Linked DNA regions of Canis lupus: region 1 is linked to region 2. A link is a contact called in public Hi-C data. All regions are on one chromosome and are shown on one strand. The core of a region is the stretch at or near the end of the contact, and the rest is flanking DNA. Distances in the headings are between cores, read along the strand shown. Region 1 overlaps NDFIP1 (NEDD4 family-interacting protein 1). Region 2 holds the start of NDFIP1 (NEDD4 family-interacting protein 1).

Region 1 (6,981 bases), core at 2,161-4,660, 41 kb after region 2:
GTGATCATTCTATCCTTTTTCTCCCATGTCTCACAAAGCATTTCAGTTTCTTAATAGGTTCTGGATTACTAATATTCTGGGCCCCCCAGCAGGCCCTGGATTACTAATTCTAGAACGTAAGCCAAATTTAAGCCAAATAGATATCTTTTCTTTAGATAAATATGAGTGAATACTTCTCGTTGAACTTTATAATTTTTGAACCTCATTGTTAAAGAACTTGGGTTATAAAATGAACAATTCATTTAGAAAACTATAAAGATAGGGATGCCTGGGTGGCTCAGTGCTTGGGCGTCTGCCTTTGGCTCAGGGCATGATCCTGGGGTCCCAGGATCGAGTCCCACATAGGGCTCCCTGCATGGAGCCTGCTTCTCCCTCTGCCTCTGTCTCTGCCTCTTTCTCTCTCTCTCTGTGTCTCCCATGAATAAATAAATAAAATCTTTAAAAAAAAAAAAAAACCTATAGAAATAGAAGAAAGTTTTGTTTCTTCTCTAATTGTCTTAAAAGACAAAATGAAATTTTTAACACATAATGAGCCTTTTAATGTTCATAGTTTTAAATTGAGCCAACTCAGTAAATTTTCTCTTTGTACTCATTTTTATCCCCTTTTTGTGATGCCTTTCATTTGCTTATGAATAATTCATTGGGAATTTACCTTACTCTTTCTCTTTTCATTTAGGATGAGGATTTTGTGGGTCGGGATGACTTTGATGATGCTGACCAGCTGAGGATAGGAAATGATGGGATTTTCATGTTAACTTTTTTCAGTAAGTAAATACACATAGCAGAACCACTTCCCACAAATCAGAGTGCTTTGAATTATGGGTGAATATGACTGAATTAAAATGACTAGTTGAACTATTATTTTAATATATATGTTTATTTGATGCCTTTTACTAAGATGTTCAGAGCTTAGTTCACTTTTATCTTAATATTCTGTTTATCTTCTATTTCTATGAATATAGAAAATATAACTGAAGCAGTTTGGGGAATGCTATATTTTTTTATGAACTAAGCCTCATCTTTTAGGTCCGCAAAGACCCTTAGCATTGCTCTGACTCGTACCTGACCTGTAGAGTAGGAATTAAAGGCCTTATTATTATTAATCTGATGGATTTTTTTGCATGCTTCTATTTTCTGACAGATCAAAGTCAACTGAACTTTTTTTTGCCTCCTTCATGTTATTTTTGTTGTTTTTTGTTTTGTTTTAAGATTTTATTTATTTATTCATGAGAGACACAGAGATAGAGAAAGAGAAAGAGAGGCAGGGACACAGGCAGAAGCAGAAGCAGGCTCCACGCAGGGAGCCCGATGCGGGACTTGATCCCGGGTCTCCAGGATCAGGCCCTGGGCTGAAGGTGGCGCTAAACAGCTGAGCCAACCGGGCTGCCCCTCCTTCATGTTATTTTTGCATTCATCTTTCCATGTGTCACTTAGAAGTGAGTGACTATTTTTTATTTGCTATATTAAAAAGATAAGATATAAAGGAAATGCAGTGCTTTTAAAGGTGGTGTGTTATGAAGCTGTCAGAATTCATAGAAAGATGAAAAACCTGAATCAGATTTTATTTACTGAAGTGTACAAGTCCTAAGTATACAGTTTGGTGAATGTTAAGGCATTTTTGAAAGTGAATAGCAGTAGACATAATGTAATTACCTGATATTCAGAGCAGACGATTTCTTGTTTGTTTTGGGGAAGAGGACAGAGAATAGATTTTTGGGGGGAGATAAGGCAAGGGTTATGGTGGGTGGGCTGGGCTGGGGCTGTCTTTTATCCCTGGAAAACCCATTGAAGCAAAAGCACATGTAGAGGGCACTCTTGCTTCTTGGGTAACAGGATGTGTGTCTCACAGGGTTTTTTTTCTTCTCTCTTACAGTGGCATTCCTCTTTAACTGGATTGGATTTTTTCTGTCTTTTTGCCTGACCACCTCAGCTGCAGGAAGGTATGGGGCCATTTCAGGATTTGGTCTCTCTCTAATTAAGTGGATCCTGATTGTCAGGGTAAGTTTATACCAGAAAATATAGACCCTGTAGAGAAACAATCAGTAGAATAACTGATTATTTGATTTTTTTCTTTTCACATTATTTCTACATTTAAAATGATTTTAGGTTTGTCTTTGTTCTGGTTTCATGAAGTTGAACCTAAATCAGTTGCAGATGGTTCATGCGTGTAAGTTTTATAGTTAAATCTAGTGAATATTGGTGTCCCAAGGCAACATCCTATAGGATGTTCACAATTTGCTTTCTCTGCTGTTAATGTCTATAATGTGTGTTTGTTCTGAAATTAGTTTTTGTAATAAAAAGAAAATACCACTTCTTTGGTGTCTCATCAAAAGCAGGCATTCCTCACATTAATTCTACTGAAGTTTTGGTTTTTCTTCTTCCCTCTTTCCTGCTCTTTGCTTCTCTCTCCTTTCTCCCTCCCTTCCAGGGTTGTTTATTAGCAGCATCGTTGGTTCTGCCAAAATGTTTTGGAACTGAAATTGTTTACAAGTGCTACTCCATTGGGGGGGCCTTATCTCTAAAATATATTAGAAATCTTCAGTGATTTGGGAGTTATCAGGTAGTCCAAATTACTGAAGTAATTTATACTTTAAAAGATCTAATCTCTTAAAATATATTGTGATTTCAGGTAAGTTTATTGCTTTTGTCAACTTAATAGATAAAATCAATGTATTCATCATTAATTGTCATTATTAACTAATTATTGGGTATTGACTGGACACTGGACTTTTTCATATGTATTTATTCTGACCAGTTGTTAACATTTTTAGGATTCTGAGTTCCTTTGAGAATCTTTTAGGAGTTAGGAACTTTTTCCCCCAAGCAGCTAATACATACTCATCTAAGACATGGACTTAGGTGAAGAACCCAAGCACTAAAGAGCTTTTTCATTCCCTCCCTAAATCTTAAATTGTTATTCCTATTAAGAAATAAAATACTGTATTTTTTTAAAGGATTTTTTAAAAAGATTTATTTATTTATTTATTCATGACAGAGAGAGAGAGAGGCAGAGACAGGAGAAGCAGGCTCCATGGAGGGGAGCCCGACAAGGCGGTGCTAAACCGCTGAGTCACCCGGGCTGCCCAAATACTGTATTTTAATGCTCAAACTGCATTAAATTTTCAGATAATAAAGCCCCCAATAGAAAACAGATAACATTAGTTAGCAGTCTTTTTTTTTTAACCAGAAGTTTCACTAAGCTGACTAAAATGTTAAAACTGAATTGAATGAATCAACTTGTATCAGGATGGCTTTGTCTGAGTAATAGAAAACTGAGCTCAAAATGGCTTAGAAAACAGTGGGAAAAATTTATTTCCCATGAAAACAAGTCCTGACATGGAGGATCACCATATCTGTTTTGCTTATTCAGTGACATCATTAGGGACGATTGCTGTCCTATTGGTAGAGGTGCTCCTCCCTCAGGATTCAAATGGCTATGGCAGTTTCAGGCATCACATCAGAAGCACAGCTGTGTTCAGCAGAAGAAAGAAAACTTATTTCTTCTCTTTCTTTTCTAAGTGCAAGAAAACCTCAGCAACCCTCACTTCCCAATGACCAGAATGTGCCATTATTTGGCAAAGGAATGGGGGATTATTATGATATTCATAGTAAAGCTTCCAAGGTTGAGGCATACCAAGAACAAATAGTTTTGGGACTGAGTAAGCAAAGTAAAAGTTTCATCAAAACATATTTCTAGGGAGATCCCTGGGTGGCTCAGAGGTTTAGCGCCTGCCTTTGGTCTGGGGTGTGATCCTGGAGTCCCGGGATCAAGTTCCACATTAGGCTCTCTGCGTGGGGCCTGCTTCTCCCTCTGACTGTGTCTCTGCCTCTCTCTCTCTCTCTCTCTCTCTCTCATGAATAAATGAAAATCTTTAAAAAAGAAAATGAGGTTTTAACCTCATTATAAAAATAAACAAACAAACTTATTTGCTTTATTTTTCAGTTTTCCACCTATTTCCCTGGATATTTTGATGGTCAGTACTGGCTCTGGTGGGTGTTCCTGGTTTTAGGTAAGTGCTTTTTAACATAGACAGTGGAGAGAAAAGATAGTGTTAAATTTTAGAAGTAAAATTACTTTTAGTAAACCCTCATCTTCCTTCCAACCCTAATAAATAATTTTTAAAAATATTTCTTAAAGATTAGGTTGCCATCACCATTATTATATTAATAAAGCGTCTCTTGGTGGTCGATTTTTTTTTTTTCCTAACCCATTCATACATATTTCTCAGATTTCCCATGTGACCGGTGGACATACTAATAAGATGACTTTATAGTCTGTCGGTTATTTTCTCCTGGATAATTACTGCCATAAAAGGGTTCACAAAAGATTGTAACCAGTTGAACTACTCAGGAGTCTATGTGGCCAATTTTCAGTTGACTCTGTCAGCAGGAAACAAAATGTATAGCTTTGCTTGACAGAACTTCCGGAGGAATCAGTATTGGGTTTCCAGAATTCTTTGGTGAGAATAAGAATGATTTTGCAATGAGGCCTATAGAATACATATATGTATGTAATTCTGTATTCTACAGAATTATAGCAGAGCCATCCTGTAGCTGTTTAAGATGGTATAATGGCCTCACCTGCTTCTTTGATATCACTTTTCCCGTGTCCTGTTTAGGGCCTTCTTATTGCCTCCTTAATTAAGATCCCTGGTGGCAATGCTGCTGATGGATCTGGTTAGTACAGTGTACACCCCTGTCCAGTAGTTGCTTAATACACTCAGGACTTACCTGCTTTGCCTGTGGTGATAGACCATGCATTGCTGAACATAAAATTTAATTGGAAAATACAAGTCTTACATCATATCAGCCCCCACCTCTCCAACAGCATCATCTACTCTGCTAATAATGGTCATTGAAATTTCACGGAAAGAGAAGTCATGATTTCCCCCCACCCTTAATTATTAAGATGCTTAATAATAAAAATGCCCAGAGAAGAGTTACTTTAAGGAATAGTTTCTGGGTTGCTTATTCACAAAATTGTATCTTTAAGAAAAAGGCTACCTCTCCTTTTTCCCCCAAGCCAAATACTGAATGGACCGAAAAAAGAGCCACTAAGCATATTTTCAGGTTGATCGTTGACAGCATAGATAATTTAAAGAAACTTAATTATCTTCCTATATTAAAGTTTCATGGAAGATGAATTTATAATACTTGTAATTAATTGATCATTCTGTCTATCTTACTGTTCACTAGTAAGCAGAAAAACAGTGAGGCTTTGGATATCATTTGTGCGTTTGGACACAGTGTTTGGGTCATTTTTAGAATTTTTCTTGCGGAAAGAACCAATTTTGGGGGTTGTGTTTTGTTGCAAGGAACAGGCCCACACAGAGCTCTCAAGCTGACAGTCTATGAACTACAACCAGCCTGTAATTGTAGTCTGTTTGTTCCATAGTTATTTTCAGAGGTTTTTTTTATTAGCCGCCATCATTTAAAAACCTAGAGTTTCCACATAAAATGTCTGAATTTTGTTTGCTTTTCTTAAAATTGGGATATCTAGCAGAACAGGCCTATATTTCCCCAAGGCACCCACCTTTTGGTGGGAGCTGTTGCAGGTGTCCCCTCCTATTAGGCTGTGTGCTTTCCACTTTACTAGGATTCTCTGACGCAGCTCTTCATGGGGTGACCTCTGCTCTGTAGTCACTTACTGCTTTTGGTGCCAAACAGAAAGGGAATGAGGAGTGATTGCTGAATGGGTACACATTTTTTTTTTAGGGGTGATAAAAATGTTCCAAAATAAAGATAATAGTTTTGGTTGTACAGCTCCATAACTACTAAAATTAAAGCCAGTAAACTGTACACATCAAATGAGTGGACTTCATGGTATGTGAATTATATCACCATGAAAGTGTTTTTAAAAAGTGTCTTAAGATTCAGGGACCAGCCCTAAAGGAGGAGGGCCCAGGAGTGTGTGAGCTATTTCTAATTAGGGGGCACATCACCTTTCCCATGGATTGTTCTAACAGGTGTCAACTGTGAACGGCTAGCTTCTGGTGTAGACACACAGAATCAGTCTTACTCCCTTAGTGCCTCGTAAATAAATGGCCAAGTGTATCCTACTTGTATATATTTTTTAAGAATGGAGAAATAGAGTTTAGAATTAAGAATATAAGAATTGGTGTGGAGGGAAAAAAAAAAAAAAGAATTGTAATAGGTAAGGGGATCCTGACATCTAGTGGACAGCATGTGTATAGTTGATAGGGAAAAAATGCCATGCCAAGGGATGGTTTTTTTAACTTGAGAAAAATATTTTATAACCCCTCTCTTTTTTTTTGGAGTTAATTATCTTGAAATACTTTTTTTGAACCCAGAAGGTAGGTTTTGATAATGCTTCTCAGGTTGCCACGTGTACATATTTAACTCCATCTTATATTTTATTTCCCTTTTAGACCAATCGCATTCTTAATGTGCAAAGCCTTTCATTTGGGCTCTTGAGATTTTTGTTTTCCTGTTGAGAACTGGAAATGTTTTAATGGAAATCCTTAGGAAATTTTGGAGAAAATTGCTTATGTTTTCATAGCTTTTAGCGGAAAAATGATGAAGTAGTGCTATCAGGACGGATATTTCTGGGGAAGGGACTTAATACAGAAATTATAAACTCATTCTTTTCTTTTTTAAATCAGGCTTTCTCCTGTTTCTCAGAGGATTTATCAATTATGCAAAAGTTCGGAAGATGCCAGAAACTTTCTCAAATCTCCCCAGGACCAGAGTTCTCTTTATTTATTAAAGGTATTAAACAAAACTTTATTCTAGACCCAGTATAATCATGTGATACATTGCAGATTTCTATTCAGGTTCAGAGTAGAGTCTACCCCCTATGGTAGGAAATACAGAGAAGGTAAGGAAGCCACAGTCCTTGCCTTTTAGCAGTTTCTAGTATAGTAAGGATGTTTTCATAAAAAACTGTTGAAAAGGGCAAGTTAGAAAAACTACCACAGGAGAAAACATTATCTCATGTTCTGACAATACAAAAGAGTCAGG
Region 2 (7,198 bases), core at 4,525-7,024:
GCTTCTCCCTCAGCCTGCCCCCCCCCCCCCCGCTCTGTGTGTGTGTGTCTCATGAATAAATAAATAAAATCTTAAAAGAAAAAGATTTTATTCATGAGAGACACACAGAAAGAGGCAGTGACACAGGCAGAGGGAGAAGCAAGCTCCCTGCGGGGAGCCCGATGTAGGACTGATCCCAGGACCCTAGGATCGTGACCCAAGCTGAAGCAGATGCTCAACCGCTGAGCCACCCAGGTGCCCCAAGAAACCATTTTCTTATCTTGGAATCAGCCTGAGGGGCAGAGGGTTAAGCGCTTTCTCTACTGACCTTGCTCTTGTATTCAAGGCACTTGGTTAAAGAAATTGGTTGGTTCACTGGGTCCAAAGATAAGAATCAGATGCTTGATTTCCTTGTGGACCCTCCGCTGTTCTTCATTCCTCATTCTTTTGCCACCCACAACACCCCTAAATATATTGTGAACCATTTATCAGGGGTGGGAACCCTTAAATATTTTATGGCGATGCCTCCTGTGATTGCATAGGTTGTATATTGCCCAAATCAGGTGATGCGTGTCACTTGCCTAGACCAAAATGGCCTGGCTATCCCTCGACTGTGTCAATGCACAATTTACACAATCAAGTGTGGCAGTCAATACATGGTAGACCACGGTGCAGTATCTCTCCTGGCAGGGGGGGATTCCCCCAAAACTTAAAGCATGTATTCTATTTAGGACAGAGGGGTCAGTCCAGCATCTTTATAATTAAGTGTTACTGACGATTCTTAGAATAAATTTCTCTATTGTTCTTGGTATCCTGTTTTATTTAGCTCAGGTTCCCTATCAGTTGTATAACCAATCAGGTCTCCACTTTATTGGATGCCAAATTTTTGGTGCCCTTGTAACATGTATAACTTCATTTTTGTGTTAAACTCATTCCTGATTTTAATCCTACAAAGGTCTATTATATGCCAGGCTCTGTTCATATGGAGATAATAGTGAACAAGAAGGCAAGGTTTATTTCTGTTGCTATTTTTGTTTTGCCTTTTCTTTCTCATCTTCCTCTAATCTATGATTTCTTTGCTATTCTGCAATCATTTAAATCCATTTTGGATTTAGGCAGTGTATAAAATAAGTACTATAAATGTATTTGTATAGTACATGTGTATAAACAGTAAATCACTTAACTCTCTGAAGCAAAACTGACATCAATGAAGGAAGAAATAGACAATTCTACACTTACAGGTGGGAGACTTCAACAATCCACTTTCAATAATGGTTAGGACTAGCCAGAAGATCAACAAGGAAATAGAAGACTTGAATGATGTTTCCCAATCACAATGAAATGAAATTAGCAATCAATGACAGAAAGAAATTTGGGGAATGCATAGATAAGTCAAAATTACACCAAACAGTGTTATCTAACCAATGGGTCTAAGAAATCACAAGTGAAATTAATAAATAATTGGAAATGAATAAAAATAAAAATAAAGACATAACATACCAAATCTTACGATATGTTAAATACCCACTCTTGGCATTTCTTAATTTCGTTTTGAAGAATAAATGAGGAACTATTCTTTTGTAGTTTCATGTTTTAGGCAGAAAGCCATAGCAAATTGCCCATACTGATGCTCAACTAATATTTGTTGCATTGCAGGGGCAAGAAGAAAAGCCAAAGAATCAGGAATCCCATGATGGATCCCTAACTGACTAACACTTTTCCTCTGACTTACTTTTTTGCAGAAGCCATTTGTATTTAAAGATCTTTTATAAATTCCTATCCTCTTCTCTCTTTCCCTTCCCTCTCTATTAGGCCTTCTGCATTACTGCGTGGTTTAAAATTCCTCCTCAAGCTCTTAGTACATAAACTTCTTTTGTCCTGCTAGGAAGCTAGGGGTGTGCAAACTACTACCTGGGGTCCAGCTTGCTACCTGTTTTTGTATGATCTGGGAGTTAACCATAATTTTTACATTCTTATATAGTTGAAAAAAATCAAAAGAAACATAATATTTCATGACATGTGAAAATAAGAAATTCAAATTTCAGTGTCCATAAATAAAGTGCTGTTGGAACACAGCCATGCCAATTTGCTCAATATTGTCTATGGCTGTGTTGATGATACAATGGCAAAGTAATGTAGTTGTGACAGAAAACGTGTGGCACACAAAAGTTGCTGACCTGTTCTAAGCTTTTGTGCAAGCATACTCATGACTTGGTGTGCCTTCCCCTCCTCTCATCATGGCAAGCCTTTTTTTTTTTTTTTTTTAAAGATTGTATTTATTTATTCATGAGAGATACAGAGAGAAAGGTAGAGACACAGGCAGAGAGAGAAGCAGGCTCCCTGTGGGGAGACTCTATCCCAGGATCCTGGGATCCCGCCCTGAGCCAAAGGCAGATGCTAAACTGCTGAGCCACCCAGGCATCCCACAAAGCCTTTTTCTCATTCAAAACCCTTTCTCTTCAATCCTTACCTGATAATCACACATGATCACATAATTCTCTTCACCATCTCTAGTTAACGTAGCCCAAGAAAGCTGTAAGTAACTTGTCATTTTTATATTTTGAAAAAATGGCTTGAAAATGTGTTCCCTATCTTTCCTATTTCACTGCAAGGACTCCAAGGATGAGACTGGTTCTTCTATGTCTTGTACTCTCCTCTACATATGGAGCAGGCCTCTACTTCTGTTATCAGACAGGTTGAAGTTTGCATTCTGGTTTTACCATCACTAGCTAAGCAGGTGATGTCTATCTCCTGAATCTCTTTACCAGCAGATTGGGTTTGTTATGAGGATTAAGGAGGAGATCTCTGGAGGAGTCAAAGAACTGGAAGGTGCTCAGAAACAGTAGTAATTGTCAGAGGATAATTTCCTTATTTGTAATATGAAGATAATACCTTTGTCTTTAAAGAAACTCATAGTAATGTAATGAGAACTAAAAGAAGGAATAAGTAAGTGGAAATGAAAACTCATGAGTTCAGTTGGAGCCCTGTAAAGACTAGCTGGAGACATTCAAGGCCTGAAATGAGATATTAGACCAATGGTGCTTTGTTTAAAGTTTAACAAACCCTTCTCTGTTACTTATTGAGCTCGGTACTGCCTAGGACAGGCCTCAGGTGGATGTGAAAGACAGAAGACCACATCTCTTCTGGAGGAGATTTTTATCTAAATCTGGGAGGGTGGGGGTTCCGGTAGAGAAACAGACGTGAGGTATGTTCTTACTTGTCCATAATATTTCTCTTCTCTCTCAGGATGGATGATTCAGAGTCAGCAATTCACATAAAAAATATTGCACATGGAAAATATTACTGCCATTCTGTGGGGAAATAGTTTCTAAGTGCAGCAATCTGAAATTAATAACTTTCTCTGTGGAAACTCTCTTTGACAACATCTCCAGATGAAGCCAAAGAGTGCAATTTTTATAGCCTTGGATTATCTTTTCTGTCTGCTTGGCTTGCAGCAGGCACGGATCCATGAGTCAGAAATTCAGTTTTCCCCTTCACTGTACAGTTTGCTTGCCAACTGGAGACCTTATACAGCACTGACTCAGTTTCTCAACTTCCCAATTTACCCATCCATTGAATCAACACAAATCATCTCCATTTACTTATTAAAGGCTGTGGGGGGAACTCAGAGGGAAAAAAAAAAGACCAAGACTTCACTGTTAACACAAGACATTTTGGTTCAGGGTACCAGCAAAAGGATTAGGAAAGGGAGATTGGAAGCTGGACTTTTTTTTTTTTCTTTTGAGAGAAAATATTTCAGTGAGAAAGCCCAGTATTTATATTATGTTCATATCCAGGGAGTGTATCGCTGTTGAGGGAGAAAATAATTTAGGAAAGAAGTAGACGGGCAGGGTAGCAACATCTTTTCCACAAACGTCACCACGCCGTAGACATGCGTAAAGATGGCAGCTGTTGCACCAATAGCCATATGCGGCAGCACAGACATCTTTTTTATTCCTTCTTACGTGTAAATTTAGATAATCTGGGCAAAGAAATCTGGATTTCTACTTTCTGTTGGTGAGATTTTAAAGCATTTCAAATGAAACACTTTTTTCCTTATGTAAGACCATGAAGTAGGACATTTTGTATAGAATGATTCACTGTACCTTATTACACCTAAAAGTTGTTTCTCTGAATTAAAAACAGCTATGAGACAGAGTAAGGAGTGTACCACTTTGAGATTCTCAGACTGGCATCTTGCTGGATTTGCCCACTCCCCCAAAGTGTGAATATGAGAGGTTAACACTTGGATATTGGGACAGACCTGTAGGAGATTGGAAACCGGTAGAGATCTTAAAGTGAGGAAGATAAAGATCTAGAATCTTTATGGATTACAGTTGGCTCGTACATGTAGAAACCTCAGGGTAGTTTAAAAACACAGCTCTGTTCAAAAATATGTAGTCACCTAAGCTTGAAAATTAGAAGCTAAAACAATAATCATACTAATGCCAACCCTAGACTATTCACTCGGAAAGGCAATCAAGAAGAAAGAGGAATTGCAACAAGCTTCAAAAACTCAGGTTTTTCTGGGTTGGACATGTGGGTAGAAGCAATTCCAGGTGGCTGGGTATGACAGAAGGAAACAGCAGACCTCACATGCCTGCTGTATAGCCATGCTGCGCTGGATGCTGCGGGATATATAAAAATATTTAAGAGAGACATACTTTCCTCCTCACAGAGTTTATAATTGAGTTGCACGATAATAGTTAACAATGCTGGTTTCATTGGTTTACATTCCAGGTTTCCCCTCCCTAGCTCTGTGTTCTTGGGCAAGATATTTAATTTCTTCAAGCTTAATTTCCTCTTTTGGGAAACATTGGTTATTGTATCTCCCCTAGGGCAGTCCTGCCTGCCTCTTCCAGTCCTTCCGCAAAGCAACCTGTGGCTCCCTCACAGCCTTTGCACGTGTTCTCAGCTCTCAGCAGGGCTGAATCTTTGGAGTCTGGCCTTCCATGTCACCTCCTCAGAGAGCTTTTGGTTCAGAAAAGTATCATGTCCTGGCTCCTCGGTGGCTCGGTGGGTTAAGAGCCCAACTCCTGATTTCAGCTGCGATCTTGATCTCAGGGTTGTGAGTTCAAGCCGAGTTGGGCTCCAGGCCGGGTGGATTTATTTACATGCATGCATACATGGAAATAACATGTCTTATCCACAGATGAGGCTGTTAGAATACTAAAGGGCTGCACAAAAAGGAGAATGCTGTTATCATCATCCATCCTAAGTAGTGCTTGTTTGAGATCTTTACTAAAGGAGTTCTGGAGGGTGTAGTGTCAGGAAACTCTTCTGTAATGGGTCAGAGAGTAAGTATTTTAGGGATTGCTGGCCGTACCCAACATGGGAACGAACGGCTGTGCTCCGGTAAGACTTCATTTATGCACAATGAAACATGAATTTCTTCTGCTTTCCACCGCCACCGGACCGGTTGGCAGTCCCTGATCTAGGACGATGGCAGACAAGCCGGGGCTTGGACGAGAACCGAGCGGGTGCAGCGGTCCCAGGGAGCCCCGGTCGCGGCCGTGCCGGGGTGTCAGCCTCCCCGGGCGCCGACGGCCTCCTCCGCCGGGCCGCGGCCCCACGTCGCGGTGTGGGGAGGGCTAGAGGAGAGCGCTCGGGGAAGGCGCGGGGCTCGCTCGGGCCGCAGCTCGGCGCGCGGGACGCCGGCCGGACCCCACCCCGGGCGGCGGCTCGGCGGGGCGAGGCCGAGGCCGGGCCCGGGCGCGCGGCGGGGGCGGGGCGGGGCGGGGCGGGGCGGCGGCGCAGCGTCGTCGGCGGCGTCCCCGCCTCCTCCCCAGGGGCCGCGTCGGAGCCTCGGCGGCGGCGGCGCTCACAACCCGAGGAGGGCGGCTTGCCTGGAAGCGGCGGCGGCCACCGAGACCCACGCGAGGCGCGTCCCCTCGGCCTCCCCGCGCTCCCAGGCCGCAGCGCCCGCGCCCCTAGAGCTCGCTCGCCCGCTCGCCCGCCTTCCTCCTCTGCGGCCGGCTGCGCCATGGCGTTGGCGTTGGCGGCGCTGGCGGCGGTGGAGCCGGCCTGCGGCAGCCGGTACCAGCAGGTGAGCAGCGCCGAGTCCGGCCCGGCCCCCGGCCCCCGGCCCCCCGGCCCCCGCCGCCCCCGGCCCGCCCCCCTGCCCGCCGGCCACTTCTGGCGTCTCCGGCCCGGCCTGTGGCCGACGCGACGCCGCGGCTTGGCGGGCCTGGGCGGGCCGCGGGCTCGGAGTCGAGGCCGCCGCGGGCCCGGCCCGGCCCGGCCCGGCCCGGCCCTCCGCGACCCGGGGCGGCACCCGGGCGGCGGAAAACCTCCGGCCCGCGGCGTCGCCCCGCACTTCTCGCGGCGGGCGGGCCGCCGAGTCGGAGCCCGCGACCCTCGGGGCGGCGCCCACGCGGGGGCATGCAGTTTCCCTTTCTGCACCTCTGGTTTGATGTCATGGGGAAGAAGAGAAAGAAGGCGATGAAGCGTGAGATGGAAAAGGAAACTGGGTGGAGAGAAAAGATTAAAATCGCTGCCACTGCGGCCGACAGCTCCCCGTGACGAGATGCGATTGCTCGGGGGGTTTCAGAGCCTAGTCTGTTTGTCGAAACCCATCCCCCTCCTCCCCTCCCCCGCGCCTCTGTTTTAAGACAAAAGTCAAAAATGAGACGAGAGGCAAGTCTGCAGTTTGCAGTAGGTCTGGGAAAGGCGCTGTTTAGCTGGGGCAGTGCCCCGGAACGTCGTGAGCTCGCTGAAGGCTGCAGGGCGTGTGCCTGGGTGTGTGTTTTAAAAGCTTGGAAATGACGTTTAAGGAGATTTAATAGCATGGCTGGGGAGGAAATGTATAGGGATTGATTGGAGTATTATCCCGGTTATAATTTATAAATTGAGGCCCTAGGGAAAAGAGCTGCTTGTTCTACTAGCTGGGCTCCCCTCGGAAATTCAGAGACCATCTGCAGGATTTTTAGTGCTGTTTAACCTAACACATCTTAATTGTGGGAATTAAGCCAGGTAGGAACTGGTGTTGATTGGAACCGCTGATAACTGTTTGCGTTTTGTCCTATCAGATGTTTCTTGGTATAATTTGCATACAAATATCAGTCGTGCTTTTATGAAATTAGATGCCCTATCATTGATGATCTACAGCTTTGTATTTCAGAAATAACGAAAACCAGTCTGATTAAAACATCTAGATTAACTCAGTGCAGCCAGTTACCAGTTTGTTTTGCTGTCATCAGCCCTGTGTAGTAATTTCCTC

The links. Hi-C and Micro-C count contacts between places; a contact is called where the count stands out from the background.
Region 1: a Hi-C map of blood shows a contact between it and region 2, with 1.7 times the contacts expected there. The contact joins the enhancer-like site here to the promoter of NDFIP1 in region 2. A contact is called at or near these places in 2 of 9 Hi-C or Micro-C datasets (both in blood).

Annotation. Positions count from the first base shown.
Region 1 is chr2:36,200,056-36,207,036 of UU_Cfam_GSD_1.0, forward strand. It overlaps NDFIP1 (NEDD4 family-interacting protein 1), which reads left to right. Exons shown (of 8, transcript XM_038530476.1): 4 at 677-764; 5 at 1,874-1,998; 6 at 3,944-4,010; 7 at 6,624-6,729. The coding sequence ends at 6,727. Among named protein-coding and RNA genes, the nearest start is that of NDFIP1, 41 kb to the left of the region's middle. Within about 2 kb of position 3,411, at least 1 of the 20 cell types and tissues checked has an H3K27ac peak or open chromatin away from gene starts, as enhancers often do. A contact at or near this core is called in blood, where this site is marked.
Region 2 is chr2:36,156,369-36,163,566 of UU_Cfam_GSD_1.0, forward strand. It overlaps NDFIP1 (NEDD4 family-interacting protein 1), which reads left to right and starts at 5,775. Exons shown (of 8, transcript XM_038530476.1): 1 at 5,775-6,025. The coding sequence starts at 5,963.